Linked DNA regions of Hordeum vulgare: region 2 is linked to region 1. A link is a contact called in public Hi-C data. All regions are on one chromosome and are shown on one strand. Each heading gives the region's core, a stretch centred on a gene start, on an enhancer-like site or on the middle of the called end of the contact. The rest is flanking DNA. Distances are from core to core; before and after follow the strand shown.

Region 1 (5,611 bases), core at 1,590-4,089:
CCATTCACAATATAAAAAAATGTTCACAATTTTTAGAAAGTATTAGTAAATTGTAAACAAGTGTTCTAGATTTTAAAAAAATCCCAGATTTGTAAAAATGTTCACGAATGATCAAAGGCATGTAGTTAAACAGTAATACTTTTGAGTCTTTGTAAAAATGTTCACGACACAAGAAGGGAGCTCCTATGCACCGCTCCAGGCGCCCGTTAACGATCAGGCCCCTGCGGCGCTACTATCATGAGCCAGCCCACTATAATGATGTCAAGTTTTTTTTTACGTAAACAAATCTAAAATCAAAAAAGGTTTATACATTGAAAGAAACACGGTTTATACATTTGAAATTTTTTTCATAACTTTAAAACACGTTGATCAATTTTGAAGAAACTTCATTAATTTGAGAAAAAGTTCATTGAAAGTGAAACAAAATCCAATTTATAAAATTTCATTTATTTCTTTAAAAGTTCAATAAATTTTAAAAATTTCATAAAATTCAACAAAGTTCATGTATTTTGAAAAAAGCTCATTAAACTGAGAAACAAATTTCATAAATGTTAAAAAAGTTCATCCATTTTCAAACAGATGTTCATCAAATTCAAAAAAAGTTGATCGATATGAAAAAATGTTCATCAATCCTAGAAAGTATTCTCTGAAATTTTAGAAAAAATATCAATATTCAAATAAGTTCATAGAATTAAAAAAAACGCCACAAGCGCCTAGATGGGCCAGTCCAGTTCGAACGCCACACACGCGAGTTAATAAAAATGCACGTTAACTAGCGCCTATGGCACCAAATAGGAAATGTCACACAAGAATTTCATATTTTTCTTGACTTTTGACGACCGCTGGAGTTATATCACCGATAGATCCTTCGGTCTCGCTTTTGACACAAGCTTAGTGGGCCAGCACAATAATATAGCTGCCATGCATCAAACTTTTTTTTGAATGCTATGATTTGTTTTCAAAAGTAGGTCAACATGTTTTACATTGTATAAACATTTTTAATATCACAAACATATTATTGGACACGTGTACTTATGTAAAATTCATAAATATTATGCTGAATGTTACAAAAAAAAAATTGCACTAAAAGAAATAATTTAGATTGTATAAACATATTTTCCGGAATGTGATGAACATATTTTTAATGTGTGTGAATGGATTTGAAAGGGCAACATTTTTTTCAATCACGCAAATATATTTTTATATTTTAAAACATGTTTTTTAAATGTCACAACTTTTTAAACATGTGTATATTTCTAATGTTTTGAAAAATAGGGTACTCTAAAAAGTTATAAAGTTATTCGGATATTCTTAACACCACATTAACATTTTTGAATGAAGGATGAACGTTTGTAAACATTTAGGAAAATATATTGTGAAATATTTGTACGTATTTTTTAAAAAAAATAAGTAGGAGATCAATAAATGTCACACATGTGACACAAACACATGGTAATTTTGAATGCCTTTCTATGGCAAATCCAGTGACTCGAGATTGGCAGTGACCCGAGAATGACAACTTTTGTTTGAATGATAAGTTTTAGTTTTGGTTTATTTTTGACAATTTTAATTGTGAGAACGTCGAATTGAAATTGATTCGTGACACGTGGCACTCATCATTCGGAAAGAAGTATCTATATGTATACCTGCTAATAAAGGAACTATTGCTTCTGTCCATACGTCATTAATACTACCCTTAAGGTTAACAAAAATTATCCACTATGCCACCCTTAAGTAAAGAAAACGTGTCAAAAAAGAAATCCAAAGTCGCCACGTACTTTGCTATTATAAAGGGATTATACTGATGCCTCTTTAACAGATACGCACGACCATCATAGTGGCTAAGGCGTGCTTTTCTTCAATCTCATTATGTTATCTTCCTTCTTTAAATTAATTCGGGATTTTCAAATTTCAAAAGTGTGAGTTCTAAAATATTATTTGAGAAATTATAAAAAATGTATGTGAATTCATTTTTTTAGTAAATCATAAAAGTTTCTTGGATTTAAACAATAATAGTTTATTTGTAAAATAATCATGATTTGAAAAAATAGTCGGGAAATGATCATGCTCATGTTTGTCATTTTTTTGAGAAAATCCAAAATTTAAAATAAATGACGATTTAAAAACTGTTCACTAATTCAAAGTCTTTTATGTCTAGGATTTTATTAGATTTTCGAAATTCTTTATATGTATAGATGTGGGAGTAGTTCGTGGTCGATGAGATTTGTTTTTAAAGTTTTAAATAATCTCTTACGCGACATAATGACAAGTGTGGCGTACAGTGGTAAGATAATAGCCTTGAAATTTAGTACGTTGAATGTATTGTGATCACGTGAACAAGGCGATCACCATAAAAGAAGGTAGGAGAGAAAGTTAAGTGGTAACATGATGAGCCACCATGTTAAAATAGATGATGCTCATATGTGAGGTATTGAGTCAATCCTCAATAAAAATGACACATATATGGTTATGGCGCATAAAATATTTGTCTTCGATTGCAACGCACGAACATGTTTTTTTAGTGTAGATTAAAATATAAACACCGGCTGATGTGCGTGCTTTTGGGCCTTGCACATGTATTTAAAAAGCACCAGATGCGACGGTACGTACCTTTTCGCCAGAGGCGAGACAAAGCCGTCCCGGCTCGACGAGGAACTCAAGCCCTCGAGATGCCTTGAGAAACCTCCGGACACGACGATTCCTCGGTGCGTTGTAGGCGCGCCCAGCGACACGTTACGGCCGAGCAGGGCCGCACCACCATGCACGCGCCCACGTCGTGCCGCCGCCGCCACGTCCCGCTGCTCCGTGCCGCTTTATATGGCCGCGCGGCCTCGGCGCCGCCTCCCACACTGTAACCTCGGAAGCAGAAGCAGCTCTCCAGTCCACAGTCTAGGAGCTTTCTCCACGATTCCACCCACGGTTCATCGGTCGCCGCCCGGTTCTGGTGCGCCGCAAGTAGCAGAGCGGCGGAGATGGCCACCAAGGCGCGCAAAGTCGAGGTCCGTGACGCGAGCAGGGCGGAGGGGAAGGGCGACGCCGCGGACGTCCACGTCCTCCGTGAGGCGATGAGGGCCGACGGGAAGGGCGACCACGACACCGCCGGCGGCCCGAACAGGGCGGACGGGCATGGCGACGCGGGCGGCAGGGTCGGGGACTCCCGGGGCGTCGACGGGAAGGACTCTCTGAAGATGGTCGCGCTGCAGGCGCCGGTCACCGTTGAGCGCCCCGTCCGCGGCGACCTCGAGGAGCACGTCCCCAAGCCCTGTAATTAAGCGACGCATACATAGATCTGCCATTTCAGTTCTTCACTGGCATATTATGATCTGAATAATTGTGCTGAGCAGATTTGGCGAGGGCTCTGGCGGCGCCGGACATGTACCACCCGGAGGGGACGACGACGGATGACCACCAGCACCACAACATGAGCGTGCTGCAGCAGCACGTCGCCTTCTTCGACCGCGACAACAACGGCATCATCTATCCCTGGGAAACTTACGATGGTACCACGCTTGTTACTTTATGTGTATATATATACAGTCGCACCGCTCTTCGTCTTGATTTGTGATTTCAGGTTCGGCTAGCGCAGATATATACACCAGGTGTATATGATTTAACGGTTGATGATGTGCGTAGGATGCCGTGCGGTTGGGTTCAACGTGTTCATGTCTGCCTTCATCGCGTTTCTGGTGAACCTGGTCATGAGCTATCCCACCCTGCCCGTGAGTGAACTACGTCCGAGACCTAGAGAGGAATTAACTTCAGAAATCACACCGTGCTTCATTCAATCTTTGTATGTATTGATTTGACTGCGGTTTGTGGCTGTGCAGGGGTGGCTGCCGAACCCCCTCTTCCCGATTTACGTCCACAACATCCACAAGAGCAAGCACGGAAGTGATTCGGGGACCTATGACAAAGAGGGCCGGTATGTTATACTATATACTTATGACCACTGTTAATCTTGTACTCACGGCGGGGTGGGAGTTAATTGCAAAAAACCATCACATTGAAGCGAACTTCTGCGGAGAACACCCTTTTACGCATTCATTGCAGAAAACACATAAAAATCATCTACTATTTTGCAAAAAATACAGTTTTAAGCATGATTATGACATGTGGGTTCCATTTTCGATGACGTGGCGCATGGATCCGTCATTAACGCCGTCGCTAGCTCCGTCGGCGCGCTGACTCGGTCAAAACAGATTCCATCCGGTCGCTATTCTGTCGGTCCTTCCCCCTCTCAAAGTCCCTGTTCCATTTGAGGAGGAGGACGAGGAGGATGGGGAGGCCGAGGTAGTCTCTCTGCCCGGGGTGGCGTTCGACTCCATGCGCCGGACCCCGTCGTACCAGCGCCGTCTGCAAGACTTTCGGACGGGCCGTGCGTTTCACCTCCTCGATCTCAACGCCCCTGTTTCTGTTGGAGAGGAGGATGCGGATGGCGGTGTTCGACTCCATGCGTCGGACCTCGCCGTACCGAACTACTTGGAGGCAGGATTCCTTCAATATTTTCGAATGGGCCGCATCACATTCGATATGGTATGCAACGAGCTCGTCCCCAAGAACACGGGGCCCGTCCAGCTATCCTCGTGCGTGTGGCGGCTAGCCATGGGGGAGGTGCTCCGGCGAGACAGTGAGGACATGACAGAGAGCGATCGATAGATAGCGGCGGGATGGAATCGGTTTTGATGGAGCCAAACAAATCTAGCATCGGCATTAGTGACGGATCCATACGTCGCGTAATCGAATCCACATGTCATAGTGGAGCGCCAATTTAAAACGCTCCAATCGACTGGTTTGTGTTTTTTGCAAAAGTTTAGGCGATTTCTTGTGTTTCCGCAACGAATGCGTAAAATGTGTTTTTCGCAAACGTTCGCTTCAATGCGATGGTTTTCTGCAATGTGGCGGCCAATGTGAAATGCGTGTGGTGTTGTGCAGGTTCATGCCGGTGAACTTCGAGAACATCTTCAGCAAGTACGCCCGCACGTACCCGGACAGGCTGAGCTACAGGGAGATGTGGCGGATGACGGAGGGGTGCCGGGAGGTGTTCGACTTCTTCGGCTGGTAACTGCCTAGGCACTCGACGATCAGCATGAATTGACCTTCGATCTCAGTCGGCTATGATGTTGTATAACTAACTGGTGTGAGATGGATGGATGCAGGGTGGCGATGAAGCTGGAGTGGTCGATCCTGTACGCGCTGGCGCGGGACGACGAAGGGTACCTGTCGAGGGAGGCCATCCGGCGCATGTACGACGGCAGCCTCTTCGAGTACATGGAGAGGCAGCGCATGGAGCACGTCAAGATGTCCTAGTTCATATTCGGGTACTGTGAGGTGTGAGCTGTATACGCGACGGTGGATCTCAGTTGGTGTAGCGTATGTAGAACAGACCACAGATCAACGTGGGGGTGCCGCCACTGGTTGTGGTGAAACATAAATAACGTGATATGCCGTGCTTGTATGTTTAGCCCCGTCTTTCCCTGGTTCCTCTCTTCCCCTGGTAGAGAACGTCGATACGAGATAAGGGCGTCTTAGAGCAACTACAATAGTAGAGCCGGTTGCCGGCTGTAAGCTCATGCCATGTCATATATAGCCCATCTTATAGCTAACATGTACA
Region 2 (5,611 bases), core at 2,246-4,745, 320 kb before region 1:
AACTCCATCTATGATATGTCATCGCTTCGCTCACCATTGCCTATGTAAAATAAGTTGTGAGGGTAGTAACTATAAAATGCCCCATTTCCTTCTCCATTGCTCCAACTATGCACACCACCCCACAACAGGGAAAAATATTTAAGGCATGTACCCAATACACTCGGCTTAGGACCGATGAGACACGCAGTTTATATATGATGGCAGCCTAGCGTTGACAGCAGAGCCGAGCCACGTGTCCGACTATGTAAACCAAGGGCAAGCGGTAAAATACCCTTTTTCTAATTGCTTCACTAAATACCCTTTTTTGATACATAAAATAATAATAATAACTTTTTGCATAAATAGTTGAAAAATCTATTTGACAACATTGTTTCTAATTACAAGATACATCTATGTGTCTAATTTAGGCACATTACAATAAACGATGCAATGAATATGACCATCACATTGATAGGGTTGTGTAAACCTTGTGCTTACAAAGGGCATACGGCTTATATTGTCATGTAAGCCGAGTGCTTATAATTTCACTTTACCAAAAGATTGATAATCCATATCCATGATCTTATGGTTGACATGTCCATAATAGACTGTGTGTATGCCGTCCATGCTTGCTGTCATGTCCCCAAAATCAGTGTTGGGTCTCACAACACACATAATGTAGAACTCAGATGGTCAAACCAGAATACTTCATCTCCGAACTCGTGCAGTGCTGGCAGCTACATAGCTGAACAATCACCATAGTAGCATATGGCGTCAGGCACTTCCAGATTTGAATAGTGGCAGACTGAAAGTTATACAAATAACAAAAGAAAGATGAGGAACTTCTTAAACATGTAACAAGAGTGTGCAAAGGACTGAAGGTGCAATCTTCAAATACATCGTTCCAAGTCAGCCACAACCAAAGTCAGTTGATTAATTTGTATCAAACCAAAGTCTATTAAGTAGTTACCTTATGAGAAAAACGTCATGCTACAGAGATTCAACTCCAAAGCAGAGTACCATTATACTCTATATGAGGACATGATCCTGCAAGATTTCAAAGGATGAAGTCATGTCAATCGATCACCTATATAATATATGAAGCATTAACCGGCGACGTGTCAAATTTGAGCTCCAAATTATATTACATGGTCTTCTCTAGAGAAAAACAAAATGCTGAACCAAACTTCTGTAGAACAACAATAGATGCATGAGCTCAGCCAAAAAATTTGATCCATCATCATTTGCACCATTGTAAGAATACTTGAAGAAAACTGAATAATTCTATGATGTTTGATGATAAAAAACAAAAGGATTTTATCAAACACAAGTCAGATCTTTTGCAGCAGCATTGTCAATGTGATGTTGACACATTAATGCCATAAGAGCACTATCTATCATCCATAGTTGTTTTTACCATAACACCACGTATTGACATCATGCCAATGTTGCCGATTTTTCCTAGTTCTATCATCAGATGTTGTCGCCTAACTTCCACAGTGCGCCATCCTTTGTTGTCTCTGACTCATAGCTGGGCTTTTCCACCGTGAATAGAACACATATGGTGGTATAAATTCTAGGACAAGAAGCTCGAGTGATGTTCACACTATTCAGGAAAGGTCAGTAGAATTAGGAGTGGAGAAAATGTTTTGGTGGAATCCCGTGCTAATTGAATAGTGTCTCAAATATTTTGTATTGCCTTTGTCTCTCCCATCTATATCTGACAAAAATCAGGATTAGATGGACACTTTCGCAACTACCCGTCCTCTCTCTCCCTATCTTTCTTTCTCTCCCTGCCAGATCAAGAAGCAACGATAAACAATTGTTCTCACCATTCCTCTCATTCCCTTCCTGTAGCCGAACAAAAACAAATATGATACGCACCTGGCGGAGAGAAGAGTTGTAGCCGAATAGAGGAAGGTAGTAAATCATCCTTCCATCCATGCAAGTTAACCAAGTCAGAACAAAAACTGAACCAAATCAACCTGGTCGGAATAGATCGGGCCGTCAGCCCATCACCGCACAACCCTAGAGGATGCACTCGTGGAGATGAAAGTCGCCACCTGCCGGAACCGTCGCCTTCCTTCCTGGTCGGCGCATTGGCTCATTGTTGGCGGAACACCGCCGAAGGTCGCGTAGCTCCCATACCCAGCTGCAGCATAAACCTTCCTCGCAGGTTCATGTGGAGCAGCCGAGCAGGTGCTTTGTTGCCATCAGCAAACGGGCGGTGGTGGTACCGAGGAGGAGGTGCTGGTTTCCCGTGTCCGGGGCTTTCACGCGGTCGTGCCGAAGTGGGAGAGAAGATCGGGGATTTCCTCCACAAAAGTGGAAGAATTGATCGTTGTGAAGGCACGAGGAGGAGAGAGGAAGTAGGAGAGAAGATAGGCGGCTTAGACCTCGACACCGGTTGGTGCTAGGAAGATGAGGGAAGTGGGAGAAACTGACGTTCGTGGGCTTCTCGATCGTGCGCAGAAGAAGGGCGTACAGGAATGTGAAAAAACCGTAAGGCCTTGTTTGGTACTAGTGTATTTTAGGGGATTTATGGGGATTATCCCGATCAAACCCCTCAATCCCCACATTTCCCAGAACACCATTTGGTTCTAGTGTATTTGACTTGTTTCATCCCCACATTTCCTCTCAAATCCCCAAATTATAGTGCATTTTTCTCAATACCCAATACACTACCCCTACCTAGTGTATTGGGGATAAATGGGGATTTGAAGGAATTGGGTGAAGGTTGGGGTTTCACCCAATCCCTTGGGGGATTATCCCCACCAATCTTCTCAAAAACACTAGTACCAAACAAGGCCTAAGTGGGAGGCATATCGGTACGGGAGAAAACCACGAGAGAGAGAGAGGGGATGTGCGTACATAGATCGAGGTGAGGTCGAACCATCGAGGTGGGGAGGTAGAGGGTGTTTTTCTCCTCTGAACCGGATTGGTTTATGGAGGGATGGAAACTGGATTGGTTATGGAGGGATGGAAAAAATCGATGGAACTGCTAGCGGTGGCAGTGCTAGCGACGGGGATCTGTCGTGGTCGAACCATCACAACGGACGACAGATCCTCCTTTAATAATAGAGATTACAAGGGTATGGTTAGGTCTCGGTCGAATAAAGTCTTATAGAGATTTTAATATAAATTACATAAAAATAAAATAAATAAATGAAAAACTATGAACTATGCCTATACATATGTATGTAAAATCATTAAAGAAATATCTAAAAAGACTTATAATTTGAAACAAAGGAAGTAGTATATAAGATGAAAAAAAAGAAACGTTAAAAGAAATTATACGAATCTTTATGCAAGATCAAAGAGATATAGATATCACGAAGTTTCAGTCGACTGAACACAGCAAAGATACTGCTAGAAAACTAGACCCTGACGACAACTAAAACTTTTACAAAAATGTTTGATTTTGCATGCTAAATAGTTGGTGTTTGATTTGTAGCGAAATACAATGCGATTGGATGCAGCCATAGATTGTTTGTACTTGAGGCCCAGTTTTGTCAGCATTCTTCAATGTTTATGGGCCATGGCTCGACATTTAACTTCGATACTCATACGCTTGGAGCGGGTAAGGGCGGCCCACTTAGCCAATTTGCTGTGTTTGTTTCCCTGCCATGAAGCAGGAGAGATCCTGTTGGGAATCTCCTATTCTCCGCATTTTGTGGAAGTGGTAGAGGCTCTGCCCATTGGGGGGGGGGGGGGGTGTCATCCGATAATTCTAACTTGCAAAATGGCCCGTGCGTCGTCACGGAAGAAAAAAATTTATAATCTCCAATGATGGTGACCACATTATGTTCACATATCATCGCTTGATTTAGAAATTTTATGCACAAATGCAAGAAAATGTTTCTTTTTTAAAATTTATTCACAAGTTGAAGCAATCTTTACATTTTCAAAATATACTCCCTCCGTTCCAAAATATAAGACCTTTTAGGGATTCCATTACAAGACTATATACGGAGCAAAATGAGTGAATCTATACTCTAAAATATGTCTATGTACATCCGTATGTAGTTTATAGTGCAATCTCTAAAAGGTCTTATATTTAGGAACGGAGGGAGTATATATCATGGTTGTCAAAAATCTTGGTAACTCAAAGATTTATTCTGAATTTCAAGATTTTTTTTAGAAAACATACAATAATAATCCGATCCATTCAATAGTTAATTTTTCAAAATTCACACAGGTATATTGTCACAAAGACTTGGAAGCATTAATGTTTAACTACACACATTAGATCTTTCGTAAACAAATTTATAAATATGGTAACAATTTTAAAATCGAGAACATTTATTACAATTTACAAACATTTACTAAAAATCATGCATAATTTTTATATTTTGAACGGGTTTAAATATTTTCTTTTGAATTGGCGACCAATTCAAGAAAAGATAAACATAATTTTTGATGTTGGAGGATTTTATTTTAAATTCACAAACATTTTTTGAAACGCATGAAGTTTTTCTGAATAAACAAAAAAAAATATAAATCAGTAATATATTTATTAAATTCATGGACATTTTTTTGGAATTTGCAAAAATAATATAAAAACCCGGCGCTTTTTTGAATCCTATTTTTAATTCAAACTAAAAATTTGTCAGCATTTTAATTTAAAATTCCTATTTTATGATATGCAAAAGTTTTGTAATTCTAAATTATTTAAATTATAAATAAACAAAAATTGAACAGAAAATATTAAATAAAAAAATTTATCAAAACAGGCATTAGCTATTTTTAAAATTTTAGGACATTTTTTAAATGCATTAACATATTTTGAATTTGAAAACATTTTGTTAAATGCCTTTAATAATTTTTAATACATGGAATTGTATTTGAGATCATGGACTATTCTTATTGTACAAACATTTTTCGAAAATTGCAAACATTTTATTGTATATGCAAGCATTTTTTACAAAACTCCGAGCAGTTTTAGAAGTCTCAAACATTTTAATTTTTTAAATATGTTGATTTATAATTTTCAGTTTATTAAAAATTTAAATATTATTTGAAGTTCTAAATTATTGAAAATAAAAAAAATAAAACGGAACTGAAAATAAGTAAATAAACGGAACTAAAAGCAGGCGCCTGTGCATGGGCCGGCCCATACGGTGTGCTGGATATTCTCCCAGCATGCAGAGCGTAATATAGGATATTTTTATGTGGGCCGGCCGAGTCTAAGATTTTTCGCTTTGTGAAACGTTTTCTATTACTTACCGGTGACATGGTGGGTAATTTATGCAAACTTTAGGGGTAATTTCCACCACGGACGAATAGAAACCGTATTTGCTTTATTATTAGGAAGAGATTGGGCCAACCCACTCAAGCAGAACATTTTCAGACGGTTTTGCTGGTTTGGGAAACCTTCTATAGGTTTCCAGCCAGTTTTTTCTGGTTTTTGAAAACTTCTAGAAAATTCCCTCAACCAGATTTTCTTTTTTTCTTTTTTCTTTTCTCTTTTCCTTTTCTGTTTCTTTTTTTCTGTTTCTATTTCAAAAAATGTTCTCGGTTTTCAAAAAAAAAGTCTGGATTGCAAAAAATGTTCTTCAAATTCAAAAAATATTTTTTCTTTTTTCAAAAAATCCTCAATTTCAAATAGTTACCGTTTTTAAAAAACATTTAT

The links. Hi-C and Micro-C count contacts between places; a contact is called where the count stands out from the background.
Region 2: a Hi-C map of leaf shows a contact between it and region 1, with 5 times the contacts expected there. The contact joins the enhancer-like site here to the promoter of LOC123430511 in region 1. A contact is called at or near these places in 2 of 6 Hi-C or Micro-C datasets (leaf and seedling).

Annotation. Positions count from the first base shown.
Region 1 is chr2H:555,990,670-555,996,280 of MorexV3_pseudomolecules_assembly, reverse strand. LOC123430511 (peroxygenase-like) reads left to right here and starts at 2,839. Exons shown (of 6, transcript XM_045114378.1): 1 at 2,839-3,264; 2 at 3,345-3,500; 3 at 3,634-3,719; 4 at 3,828-3,922; 5 at 4,933-5,058; 6 at 5,157-5,461. The coding sequence starts at 2,973. The coding sequence ends at 5,307.
Region 2 is chr2H:556,308,330-556,313,940 of MorexV3_pseudomolecules_assembly, reverse strand. No RefSeq gene overlaps it. Among protein-coding and RNA genes, the nearest start is that of LOC123430515, 32 kb to the left of the region's middle. Within about 2 kb of position 3,495, at least 2 of the 3 cell types and tissues checked have open chromatin away from gene starts, as enhancers often do. A contact at or near this core is called in leaf, where this site is marked.